3 separate regions of the Drosophila melanogaster genome follow, and regions 2 and 3 are each linked to region 1. Evidence: chromatin contacts called from public Hi-C data. All regions are on one chromosome and are shown on one strand. The core of a region is the stretch at or near the end of the contact, and the rest is flanking DNA. Distances in the headings are between cores, read along the strand shown. Region 1 holds the start of lncRNA:CR44187 (long non-coding RNA:CR44187). Region 2 holds the start of lncRNA:CR43620 (long non-coding RNA:CR43620). Region 3 holds the start of CG10651.

Evidence for each region. A called contact is a pair of places that touch in the nucleus more often than the background predicts.
Region 2: a Hi-C map of the Kc167 cell line shows a contact between it and region 1, with 1.5 times the contacts expected there. A contact is called at or near these places in 6 of 107 Hi-C or Micro-C datasets (the Kc167 cell line, the ML-DmBG3-c2 cell line, embryo and 1 more).
Region 3: a Hi-C map of the Kc167 cell line shows a contact between it and region 1, with 1.7 times the contacts expected there. A contact is called at or near these places in 8 of 107 Hi-C or Micro-C datasets (the D17-c3 cell line, the Kc167 cell line, the ML-DmBG3-c2 cell line and 2 more).

What each region holds. Positions count from the first base shown.
Region 1 is chr2L:20,707,851-20,712,238 of dm6, reverse strand. lncRNA:CR44187 (long non-coding RNA:CR44187) reads right to left here and starts at 2,143. Exons shown (of 1, transcript NR_073813.1): 1 at 1,233-2,143. All of the region lies in intron 1 of Hr38 (Hormone receptor-like in 38), which reads left to right. lncRNA:CR44188 (long non-coding RNA:CR44188) reads right to left here and starts at 1,037. Exons shown (of 1, transcript NR_073814.1): 1 at 1-1,037.
Region 2 is chr2L:19,976,314-19,980,701 of dm6, reverse strand. lncRNA:CR43620 (long non-coding RNA:CR43620) reads right to left here and starts at 1,873. Exons shown (of 2, transcript NR_048015.1): 1 at 1,659-1,873; 2 at 979-1,596. All of the region lies in intron 3 of CG43861, which reads left to right.
Region 3 is chr2L:20,132,390-20,136,777 of dm6, reverse strand. It overlaps CG10651, which reads left to right and starts at 1,855. Exons shown (of 3, transcript NM_001299166.1): 1 at 1,855-1,996; 2 at 2,055-2,446; 3 at 2,497-3,023. The coding sequence starts at 1,877. The coding sequence ends at 2,935.

The DNA.
Region 1 (4,388 bases), core at 894-3,393:
GTCGTACACATGTTTACCAGCGTCAGCAAAGCGCCGCAGTTTCAGCAGACGGCAGCGGACGCAGCCTGACGCAAAATGATTTACAAGCTGCACAATAAACACCGCACACAGATGCAGTGCGTCCGATTTCCACACAGATACTCACTATCGACGGCTAGGGATGGCCAATGCATTTTTATTAATAACCGCATAAAAAAAACATCGCCGATTGAAGCTCAAGCATGGGAAAGATAGATCGATCATTTCATTGCCGAGTGGGTGGTTGGTTCGGTGGGTGGTGTTAGGGCGCCCGGCGGTGGGGCATCCGATTATTGGGCTTACTAAACGGCTTGAAAGGCTTTGCCAATTCATTCGCTGCGGCAAAGTCGGTTAGCCACTTGTTAGCCGCTTCTTAAGCGACTGTATTTTGCGGCTAACTTAGCGCCCATTAAGTGTTTCCCAGCAATCAGCTTTTAAGCACTCTGCGGTTAGCGTTTTCAACTGCAAGTGGGCCATGTGAGCCTTCAATTCACAGGAATCTACTATATGCACATTCTAAATTGATTTAATTGTCAATATTACAGAATGATTATCATGCGCTACATATGGATAGGTATCCTTTCGATAGTCTTCGGATAGGTTTTTTGAAACAACTACCCAAGTAGAAAATTAGTTTCTATGGTGAAATGCAGTTAAACACTAAACCGAGGGTTGCCAATCGATTGCAGAAGTGAAAATGCAGGGCGAAATGCACTAGACTCAGTTGACTATTAGACGTGGCAAAACAAACATCTATATTTATAAGTTGGCTATATAGTACCATAATGGCGATGGGCGCCAAAAGTGCCCGACATCGGATGACAAACCAGAGCAAAACAAATCGCCGAAGAACATATGACCAGGTGAGGTGCATCCACTAGTTGTGGTATATAGTATTTAAGCCATGACGCCAGCGGGGCCATGAAATCGGCCAGTTTAACGGATTAGGCGGCACACAGTTTTCACATTACGGGTGTTTTCCCGAGGCACGAGTGCTGAAAACGTCATCGTCGCGCCGAAAACGAAAATATATGACGAAACCGTGAAAAGATTGCACTCTCTTTGCGTCAGCTGCATCCCTAAATGTGTATCTATTTATATATATATATATATATCTCATAATTGGTTCGATTTTATTTTCATTATATTTATGGCTGGCCACGTGCTGATGACGTCTTATTTCGGGGATGAGTTGGCTGTATGCCTGCAGTATTATCACAAGTCAGCGTATTTCTTATTCCTACGACTAGTCACATTTCGATTTTGTTTTTAGTTGTGTTTTTGTTCGATGCTCACGGCGGGGCGTGTGAAAACACTGTTGCTTTTACTCTTTTCTTTCCGATTTGCCTTGATTGCTCATACGCCCCGTTCAACATGGCAACATCTCTTGGGCGTAGCCAATTGCATTTCAACATGGCCCAAAGCGACCCGGCAAAAGGTCCGCCCGAGCCGCACATATATAGACGTTCGATGCACTTGGCCAGGGATCGAGATGATCGCGGCTTCCCTTACTGATTAACCCCAGCGAAACGAGCTTGATAAATGATGCAAAACACAAAATACCTAACTACTCACATATCTATGACACCCGAAAAAATTTAGATACAAAATATATCGTAGCCCCTTCATTGTGTAGTTATTCACGATCCGTCGTGCGTTGTGAGTTATCTCCGCGGCAGCTGTCGGGATGGCCATTGTTGATTGTTGCCTCTTTTGGCCATTCCTCATACTCGTAGAGACACTCCACACCGCTGCGAAAATGTAAACCATCCCCGCTCACACCACCCTGCACACCGGTTTCCCCGGAGCAGCTTCATCTGCCAAGACCAGTAGTCACCTTCCAAGTTTCGTTTTCTTTGGCCAAACACATGAGCAAACATACACAGACGGTGGCACAGGTGGATCGAAAGGCGTTAGTCGGATAGCCCACTAACATGGTTAGGATCTGAACATTTTTCCATGTCCACGAGCTCTTTGTTCTTCGGTTGGGCTGAGCTAATGCCCGATTCGATGGGCATTTAGTTCCGCTAATAGTGGACTTAGAACAAGAAAATAAAAGTAGTTTACAAAAGCAATACCAAATAGTAAAATGATGTGATATCCATTAGATACTTAACCCAAAGCCCGCTTAACAAATCGAAATCACCTGTCCAACTCCATTAAACAGTCATCAATTCGGCTTGAAATACTTCTGCCTGTCATAATCGCAATCTTAAAATGTAAATCCATCTGCAACCTATGTATCTCAACTATCTCTGAATCAGCTCGTCTCGCACTTTTGCTATTCATTTTCGCACTGTGCGAATGAGTAAAAACCACAAAAGTGAATTTGTTAATTTGTGTTTTTGAGGTGATTTTTGCTTTGTCTTGTTTTGTTTTGCTCTGGGACTTGGGATTTTTGTTACTTCTGATATTTCTGTTGCGATGGGACGGGTGACCCGCGTCTGGGCAGATGGATAGGAAACTCTCGATATTAGCAACTCGGGCGACTGCTTAATTATTTGCGTTGATTTATGCGAATTTTATAACGAAACGCGTCGGGGGAGGGGAGGTGCCATTATGGTCTTCATCGCTGATCGATGGCCGAGACATCCACAAAGCCACAAAGCAACAAGCCAAATGGCCAGAAAGCATTGATGGACCAGAGACCAGAGACCACAGACCATAGACCAGCATTAGTTCCAGTTCCCCTCGTCGGATTATCGGGGAACTCAAATCAGATGCATAATGGACAACCCACCTCAATTACGTAATAATTATGGTGCGCCCGGTTTAATTGTGTTTATTATATTGATTGTGAGCGCGTTTCGTTATTAATTGCCGATCGATTCGATTCGTTCGATGGTTCACACGATGGCGGCGATTCGAAAACGAAAATAAATGCGGAAAGCGCGAATTCTTCTGCTTGTGCATTGTTAAAATAATTTCTAAATGCGTCTGCCTTGTTTTAAATTTAAACAATCGCCGCGTAATTAGCCATTAGCCAGCACCAATATGCCCAACTAGCCACAGCATCGCTCTATCCTCCCAGTTTGATGTCCAAATTGGAGGTATTTTTGGCTGATCGGGAATAGAACGCGTCCCGGGTCGATGAAACTATTCCAAGTGCCTTTCAATTCCGCATAGTTGTCCTCAGTCGGGGCATTCGATGTAATATATAGCCAGGGCGGAAGTCATTCCAGTCTAGCCCAAACTCTCCTTAATTCGTTTGTTTGATTTTCAATGATATCATATTTATTTGGCATATTCTATAGCATAATTCTTTTTAGTAAACGAAAAGATGAAAGATATTTTCTTACTGGTTCATTACTTAAAATGAACTTGAGCTTAATTGAATCAAACTTTCTTCAGCTTCATTTTCATTAAAATTTAAATTTAATCAAAAGGCTCTATTAACTTTGAGATGATTTGGGGATGCTGAAGTGATTTTCAGCAATCAATCAGTACTCAGCGGTCGTGTTTCTGCATTTCAGCCAACATTCTGCGGCTGGGTTTGTTTTGGTTTCGATTTCTATGCCACTTCCATTCCCTTCCCATCGAGTGCAATGTCCACAGATCACGAGGCGTGGTGGATGTCCCATCGGTGGCATGCCAGAAGAACGTGCTGTCAGTCGGCGGATGAAGCCACTGCCAAGACGATGTCATCAGAGCACCACCACCACCACCACCACCACCATCACCACCAGCAGTCAGTAGCACCACTAGCACCACCAGCCAAGTCAGCAGCATCCTCATTATCATCTGGTGATCGGCGGCCTGGGAATGCAATACTTCGGTGAGGCGTCGCCAGAGTTCATCCGACATCAAGTATTGGACAGCGGACAGGTTTTCCTTTCGGACGGTTTCCCCTCGGCGGGTCTTTCTTTTATTTTGGCCACTTTGTTGCCGGTTGTTGGTTGTTGGTTGTTGGTTGTTGGTCAATTTCGACTGGCGGGCTGCTGGCGGCTCTCGCACATGTAAACCTTAATTTGAAACTGATTGGATTGCCTGGCCGTTGGCCTCTTGTTGTGGCGTTTTTCTATTTTTTCTTCGTGCATTTTTTGGTTATTTCTTAATTTTGCCATGCACTTGATGAGCTCGATGTGAATTTTGAGGTTTTTGGCAGTTCGATTGCCTTGAATCTGTCATACTTTACAAGACAAATTAACTATTTAAATTTGGATATGTACGAACAAAATAGTTGTATGGAAGATACATAGTTTTCAAAATATTTTTTCATTTACACCACCAGCACATATTTGCAAAGTTGCAATATATTTGAGCAGATGCTTTGTTTTATTGCCGCAAGTTTGCACATAGTTTTACATTCAACGTACTTTTGGACACCTGACACCTACGTATCTTCATTTTATTCCCATTCAAATGACCTA
Region 2 (4,388 bases), core at 624-3,123, 730 kb after region 1:
GAGCCACGTAGAGCTGCATATTTAATCCTGTTGATTTTTATTTGTTTCCGTGTTGGCCCGTGCTCGACTATTTTTCATGGCTCTTTATCTGCCTAACGATTTTGCATGCTGCAGTGTGGCCCATCACCACCTCCTTCCGCTGACCTTGCACGTGTCCTTGAAGGCGAATCCCCAGGTAGATGACATAATTTCCCTTTCCTTCCAAGAAGAACTTATTTTCGTCTGCAACTCACCGATGACATTTTGAATATGCATATGAAGGACTGACTATACTGTCATGACAACTCTCGTATCCTTTGGAAAAATTAAAATTGATATTTAGACAAAGCTCGCGGAAGCAGAGTAAATGGCTCGCCAAGGTGAACGAAAAAACATACGTTGCCATTTTGGCCAAGTTCCCAAGCTTAGTCAACTCTCAACGCGGCAGTTAATGAGAATTTATTTAACTGACACACAGAATAAATGAGATTAGCTGACATCTCACCAATTTAAGTTGCGATCGCTGGACTTCTCAAGGTTTGCTCAAAAGCAATTGCATCCAAATAGAGTCGCACAGCTTTTATTTCCATTTCAATGCGGGTTGGTTGTATAAATCAGCGATACATCCCGAAACTTAAATTCAAATGCCAGCTCATTAAAAGCCACGTTCGTCCAACTAACAGCGGAAGTTTATGTGGCCAACAAGCTAATAAAATTAGAGTAGATATAAACATGCGAAAAACGTGTAAGTCTCAGCGGGGCAAACACGTCGCCAATTACAGCGCGTGCCTTCAATCAATCAATCAATCAATCAAGGCATCGGTCAGTTTTTGGTGGCACGATCGATTTTGACTGATTCACTTGCCACCCGGAGTGCGTTGTGAAAGTTACCAGCCTGTGTGAGTCGAACTGTAAGAGGTCCAAACTAATAGCAGTTGGCTTTAATGAGCTGTCAAATATGACGGCGGTTACGAAATCTGAATTAGACTTTGGTGAGTTGCGATTCGAATGGAAAATTTAGTGTATTTATCGGCAATGGAATTTGGATCAAAAATGAACTTTTAAGATATTTGGAGAAAATACCCGGCATTTATGTATATGAAGTTCAATGCTGGTTTTCTTAGATATTAGGAAAATGCATTACCACTATTCATAGGATTTTGTTTTCAAAATATTTGAAAACCCACACTTGAGCAATCAAGCAAGAAGGTAATTTGAAGTCCTCTTATCCCAGCTTCCGTTTGCCTCTCAGGATTTTAAGTCACTCAATATAGAAATCAGCTGAAAAGTAAAGTAAAACTAATCCCCAGTTGAGTAAAATATTGGCATTAAGTTGGCTTGGCTGAGAGGCTCATGGCCTCGCCAAAAGCGCAGTGAGCCGGAATTTGCTTTCTCGGCCACGTTTAGTTCGAGGGGATCTGGCTTATTAAGTTGGCCATCTAACCGCAATCAGGAGATCGAAGGAAATGCCACTTCGGAGGAAACGAGGATGAGCCAACTGCCCACGTTGACAGCGGAAGGCATCCAAGGTCATTATCCTCCTCGCCGACTGCCTCATCATCATCAAGTTAATCAAAATGCCATTGGACATTGGCCATTGGCATGGCTTGGCCAAAACTGTGCGCCGTAGAGAAAAAATTAGCTTGAAAATTGTTATAGCATTTTGTGGTTCCTCTCACCGCAGAATCAAATCGGCTTAAAAACACGCTGAAGAATTCCCTTTCATCTCGACGCGTCTTCATGCTTTTTCTTTCATTACTCTGCACTTGTTTTCATTTATGAGTGTTTTTTTTTTTGTGTTATTTTTTGTCCGAATAGCTGGCTCTGTTCACTCACTGGAATTCTAAAGTTACTTGACCGCAACAAAGCGTTAAATTGTGCCGAGTTGTTTTCACCACTTATTTATATCAAATTTGTTCTTAATCAGCTGAAAGCGTAGCCAACTTTGCCCGCCCCATGACGAGCGGTTTATTTGAGAGCTACAATTGAGTTCACAGCCACCTTCGAGGCAGAATATTTTAAGACTTTTTTCGGAGGCGAACGCATAAAAGGGTTTCATTGAAAGAAGTGGAATGCGAAAAGTGTTTAGTCACCTGAATTAGGTGCCCCCCGGGAAGTGACTAAATCATTATCCTTGTAGATTCTACACATTTTAATTTTTAAAAAGGGATTCATATATATTGTATTTTCATAAAATGTAGCATCAGTATCATCTCTCTATTATGCAAAGCATCTAGCTTGTAATACTGATTACAAATGAATTGTCTATCAATTTCATCGCCGCACATTGGCTTCAATTGCTTAAAATGCCGGACGCATAATCAAGCCACCGCTGATATCCTTGCACCATAAGGAGCAGATTGTTGAGCCACATTCGGCTGGGATAACAATAAGAGGACGAACAAAAACCCGTTCCCTGCCACATCGCAGGATACGTGCGTGGCATTCCACTCGAATGCCATTTCACTCTGTTGTCCACCTGATTCCCAGGATGCGGCGTTACGTGCCGGACCGTCTCAATTGCGCTCCTTGCCACGCCCATAATCCTTTCGCGCCCCAAAGTAGACTACGTAAATTAAGCAATGCCCAGTGCTTAAGTATCACTTGCCGTGAACATCTCTTTCGTTTGTGGCCAGGAAAACGGCCCAAGGAGCTGATGAAGGTAAAGGAAAGGTAGAAGGAGACAAAAACTAGGTCAACCGAGCGTTTTTCCCTTCCATTAGAATGTCCCAGTAGGCGGTTGACAAATTTAAAGCACTAAGCTTTTATGGAGCAATTAAGCCTGGTTAATAAAATCAACCTTTTGCTGACGACCAACCAGAAAAAACAGAAAGAGAGAGCTAAATGGATATTCGTTCCTGGCAATTAGCCTTGAGTATCCTGCATAATGTATATGTCCGATGAACTGCCAAGGGGTCTAATAGGCATAGACAATGAGATTGATACACGAGGGCCAGGCAGGTCTGAACTGTAATGTGTATGCAGTAGGAGAAAGAACAATCAATACACTTTTTAACAAGCAAATGGATAACCCAAATACGAGTATGGATAAGCTCAATAAGTATGTGCACTTATAGATATAGTGCATTCTTTTGGAACTAAGCTCCTTTTATGTTTGGAATTTCTATTTTGCAGTGTTCTTGTAAACTCTTTCTTCACGAAATTCACTTCTTGTAGCTTAGTGTAGTGTCTCAAAGGCCTGCGCCTAATTGGGAATAAATATTTTATTGGGGAACCATAACAATACAGCTACACTAGAGATGCGAAAGGAATACATATTTACGTGAGCTAACTCCCAATCGGTAAAAAAAGTATGAATTTGCTGGCAATCGCAATGGCTATGTGAAACCCCTCCAGATCGGAGAAACAGAGAGAGAGAGTGATGGCCTAGACCCACATAGTACGCAGACATCAAAAGTCAATCAATGTAATGTCAAAGCTACGTGGCTATCTGCCCAGCTTGGAGTCGCATATATAAACCAAAGGAGGGGGCGTGAAAGGACCCGACCCGATCCGGAGGACTGGGAAATGGGCATGGGAATGGGAGAGGTCCCAGGGCGGTGGTGGTGGTGCACAGCTTGACAGGAATATATTACACTCGCCGCCCAGTTGGATGCCTTAGCATCACCTGGCCACGCCCACCCAGAAAATGGTTGCAACTTTACAGCTTTAAGCCAACTTGCCCAGCCCAGACCGCGCTGCAGATAAATGTATCTACGTGCCTGCATGTGGGGATCTGGAGGCCATTGTTTGGCACAAAAGGCTCCAAAACAATCGGTGGAAAGTAAGCGCAAATAACACAGCAATAAATAGGAAAAGTGCACTCACGAAGTCCCGTTTTCTGCTGAAATTTGGATTGTTAAATGGATTTTTTTCAATTAGTTTACCGGTGCGGCTAAAGGTTTAGAAGGTAGTAAGATTTCAATTAAGAAGATACTTCCCCAAAGTGCATTTCGAACTTACAAATTGAATATCCCTTAATGATTAACCTAACAAACAACTAACAATCATTGTCTAAACACTGCGCGTATAACAATAAATCTTAAATTAAATATACCCAATGACAAATGGGAAGGAAGTCGTAAGCCGATATAGACTCTAATAGGCTTATAATTATGCACTGCTTCAGTTTTCCAGTATCGCTGCTTTCCAGCTATTACAATTTAATTAAAATGCCATAAAGAGGCAACAGCTGGCTGGGATTGCAAACTAGAAAACTGAAAAGTGAGACGGGATTCCGGTGGAGTCCTGGTAAATAGCAGACTTTACCCATTCCGGTGGCCAACTGTCCAGGAGTGGGATGGTATTCCATGATTACGGAGATGAGCTTACAGTCATTTAACTTTGGCATCGCTGCACTTCATTTGCCTCAAACAATGGCAGTGGTGTTGGTTATTGGTTACTTTCTG
Region 3 (4,388 bases), core at 606-3,105, 580 kb after region 1:
GGAGTCATCAGCCATCAAATACTCACATATGGCAATCGATATGACAATTTGGTGCATCCATTTTCAGCAACTAATTGGAAGGTAAAATCTCTGGAGAGGTGCAAATATGTTGCTGCGTATTTGTTTAGTAAATATTAGTATATGATTTGATTGTTGCCATTGAAAATTGGCATTTAATATGCATAAATGTGAAACTAAAAACACCGGACAACTATCACATACCCTGGAACGTAGATATATATTGTAGTAGCACCATGACGATTGCTAACAAACTTGCTCACTACCATCTTCATGGGCGGTAGAGTGGGCGTGGTCGTAGATAGTGGCCAAATGAATGTATTCCAATTAAAAATGAAATCTTTATTGATAAATGTAGGGCGTGAGTGTTTTTTCAACGAATCTAGTTAACCGTGTTGCTCTACGAGTAACTGGCATGATTACAGAAAAAAATGTATATTCATTTTACTAAATTGATTTATATTGATTATTAAGTTAGCTGGTAGTAGATATGCAAACATTAAACATTAAGAATATTCATGCAGGCTGAAAAAAAGATGTAGATAAATGTAACATGTGCTATCGCTGATTTAATATACATTCAGATCTAATGTATTAACATACTGCATTAGATTTTTTACACCCGGAGCATTTTTATTTAATTACTCTGAAACGTAGCTACATTTCTATGAAAACCGCGTCGCTTTTCTTTTTTTAACACGTCAAGAATTTCCACCTCTGATAACCTATTTCATTTGGATGCAAACTGTAATCGCGTTTTTTCACTTTGAAAACGAACATGGCGTGAAAAACGTATGTAACGACTTCGGCACATTTTTTAACTTTTATTTTTGCCCCTCTGCTCTGTGTCACATCGCTTACTCGGTTCGTTACCTTTCAAACTCAATTAGTTTAATTAATTTGACGTAACGGTGCCATCTCTTTGTTGCCAATAACATCAACACGTCCAAAGAAGTACAGAGAATCTGCACCAGGTATGAAAAAGTAGCTGTGGGTCTCTCGCTGTGAATTTTCAACTCACTTTTTTAAGCCTTGCGAATGCACTCGTCCTTTCGAAGACCTTAAAACAACGTCTGAATTTTTCCAGCAACTTCTTAGGCGAGTCTTAAAATCGAACTTCTACAACTCTAGTGCTGTGTATTTTGTACTTACTTCGGTCCAAACCGCCAATAAGTGGATTAGTCTTTTAGTTGAGTGGCTTAACGAGTTGCAGCCAGATAGACAAAGCAGGGGGAAAAAAACTGGGGAACCTGACTTCCTTTTTTTTTTTTAGCTTAACCCCTGTTAAGCGGCAAATGTGGTGCAGCTAATGTGTGTATTATTGGATTTATTATTTCACGGCAACTAAACAGGGGATTTTACTGCCCATCGGTTGAACGAAGAACGTTGGGCTGCAAAAGTTCACGAGACAATTAAGTGGAGTACAAAAGCAGAAGTACGGAAACGAGTTTTCCCCCGTTAATTTCCTCATTCAGCGACTAAATGCTGCAATCAGACAGCCACTTAAGCTTAAGTCGCTTCCTGAATCAATTGCCTATGCCATTTCTTTATGAGCAATGCAAAGTGCCTTGCATTTCAATGCAAAAACCCATATAATTGATAGAAGGGACTTCTGGAGAGTGAAAGATCTTTAAATCTTAAGAACTGAATGGCCAATGCTGTCTCAGTGATACGTACCATGCCCTAAAGACACTTGGAATACAATAAATGAAGGAACGCCTTTCAATAAGTGATGTTAGCAACCCAATTAGTCGCGGATCAAGCGTAGAATTAACGATTCATTATATGCTCGTCAAGGCTTCGATTTATTTATTTCAAAACCTCTGTCAGAGCATACACAACTCTGGTTATTTATGCCATGATAAAGTGCATCTGGCTGCTGTTCTCCACATTATATATTCAAGATACAGGCGCTTCAGATAAATGGTGCAAAGCTGACCTGTGCCGAGGACAACACGTGCTCTGCGATGACAATGGAGTGAGTGGGTAGTAAACGGGAGACCAAATCATTCGGATCGCTTTACATATTCTTACAGAATTTTGAATCCACTTGTCCCAAACAAGCCGCAGCCATGGTGAAAATGAGCTGGGATATGATAGCCCTCATCGTGGACAAGCACAATGAATATCGCAACAAGTTCGCCGGCGGAATGGATCAGAATCCGAAGGCGGCAAGGATGACCACGATCGAATGGGATCCGGAACTGGCCAAAGTGGCCGACGGTCTGGTACGTCGTTGTGAGCCAATCCGAGATCAGTGCGCCATAACCCCAAATTACGGTCATGCGGAAGTCAGCTATTCGCTGGAAAAGTACTTCTGCATGACCACGAAAAAGGAGGCCCTGAGGAAGCAACTCGATCACTGGTTTGACCCCAATAGTAAAGATGAAGTGCAGAAGCTGTTCTTCTCATGGACTAAAAATCAGCAGTAAGTCCATGTACCAGGAAGTCCAAAATATTATTGAAGACCGTTTCCAGGGAACTGTCCAAAAACTACTTTCAGGTATTGAGGGATCGAGCTAATCGCGTGGGCTGCGCCATAGTTGAGTATGTTCGGCCAGCACTGGTCCACCAGTTGCTAAAGTGCGTCTACAACTGCGGAGTGAGTCTCTGTGAGGAGGAGGATAATCCCGTCTACGAGGACACCGACGAAGAAGCCGCTTCAGAGTGCATGAAGGGAAGCAATAAGCAATACAAGAATCTTTGCCACAAAGATGAGCTCGTGAAGACCTGCAATGGTGGCTCACTTTTCGTCGAACCTGAAAATGATTATAACGATGGTCAAGAAGAGAATATGGAAAACGATTATGAATTCGAGACCACCGTGTTCACACTTCCAACGTACGATCCAAACGATGTGTTGCCAACGCTACCAGACAACCCAGATTTAAATTTCAATACAATAGTTAAGGACTAGGATCGGGAATAAACAAGTTATTGAAAAGTTTTGACCCTAAATAAAATTTCAATTCATTCCGATCCAAATGAGATGCACAACAGTGAGTAAAGGGTGAAATGCATATCTGACTGTAATATATTAAATATGTCCTTAGTATCCGCGATTTTGATTGCTCTGTAAGTGGAACAGTGCGATTCATATGCGCAACACTAATATACATTTTCTGCTTCTCTGGTTTTGATGTGTGACATCTTTGGGATGTGTGGCTTTCGTGGTGGCAAGTGGTCAGTAAAAGTGTATGAAATGCAAGCTCTCGTACGGTTGAGGTTTCTGGAAAGTGGGTTTCTTTGGCACCGGGGGAAATCAAGGAACCAGGACTATCATGCATGCCCCATTCAGCCACTTCAAGTGCAACTGTAAATGAAATGAAAACAACCGCACAGAAGTAACAAAACAGGACAACAAGTACGTTTCCCCCTCCCCTTTTCAGGAGCTTAGGCGTGTTTCGCATGAAAGGAGTGGAATTTCTACCAGAAGACTGAAACTTATCAAGAGAGAGAGAAAAGTCTGAAAAGCCTGAAATTTCCTTAGTTCATTGCAATTTCAGCCTGCCATTTTGCAGTTCGGATTGGGTGCAAAGTGAAAACGAAATTCAATCAATTTCACGAAATAAAAGTCCTACCCCGATGCACATTTCCACAGCAATGATTTCAGTTTTCAATCCGCTTTACTTTTACGAATTCCGAAAGGCAATAATCCTTATTTGATGCTCGGCTAGTGGTTACTAAAATAAGACTAGCCACTAGTGCTGGCTGGTATATATGTATGCATCAGCATAAAATATGGTAATCTTCAAGTTGGGTTTTAATATTCGCTCGCATACTAATGCCGGGTTAACCCGTCCGGCTAAACCGTCAAAACTGTGACGCAACCAATCTGAATTTTAATACCAGCTTCTGCCCAGGAGTTTTCCACCACCCCCACCAGGTGGCTAGGTAGTGGGTGGTAGTGGGTGGTATCTTCCCTCTGAGACGGAAGAACCCTGCCTGAATGGCTGTCGCAATGTATTAAATGGCCAACGTGGCTTTCGAGGGGGGTGGATGGGCTGTGGGCTGACTAGCACTAACCGCAATTTATGTCGACTTCACTTCCGGTCTGTGGGAAATAACTCTTGTTAGGCTGCCAGCAGCCAGCAGCCAGAAGTCCTGCCCTGTTGTGCATTGTGCGTGGGTGTGGGTACGGGTGTGGTTGTTGGTGTGCTGGCGGTATTTCTTGTCATCATTTTCAGGCAGCTGCAAATTAACTTGCATAATTCAAGCGTCAGTGGGAAAATGTGGCCCGAGTTCATCGGCGCATTTAAAGCCGGGCGAAGACTATTATGTCCTTGTGGCCTTGGTGCCTGTTAAATTATGAGCCCACTGGGCGCATAAATCAACACAATGCCTCTCCATCGCTCTTTGGCTCAATTAAT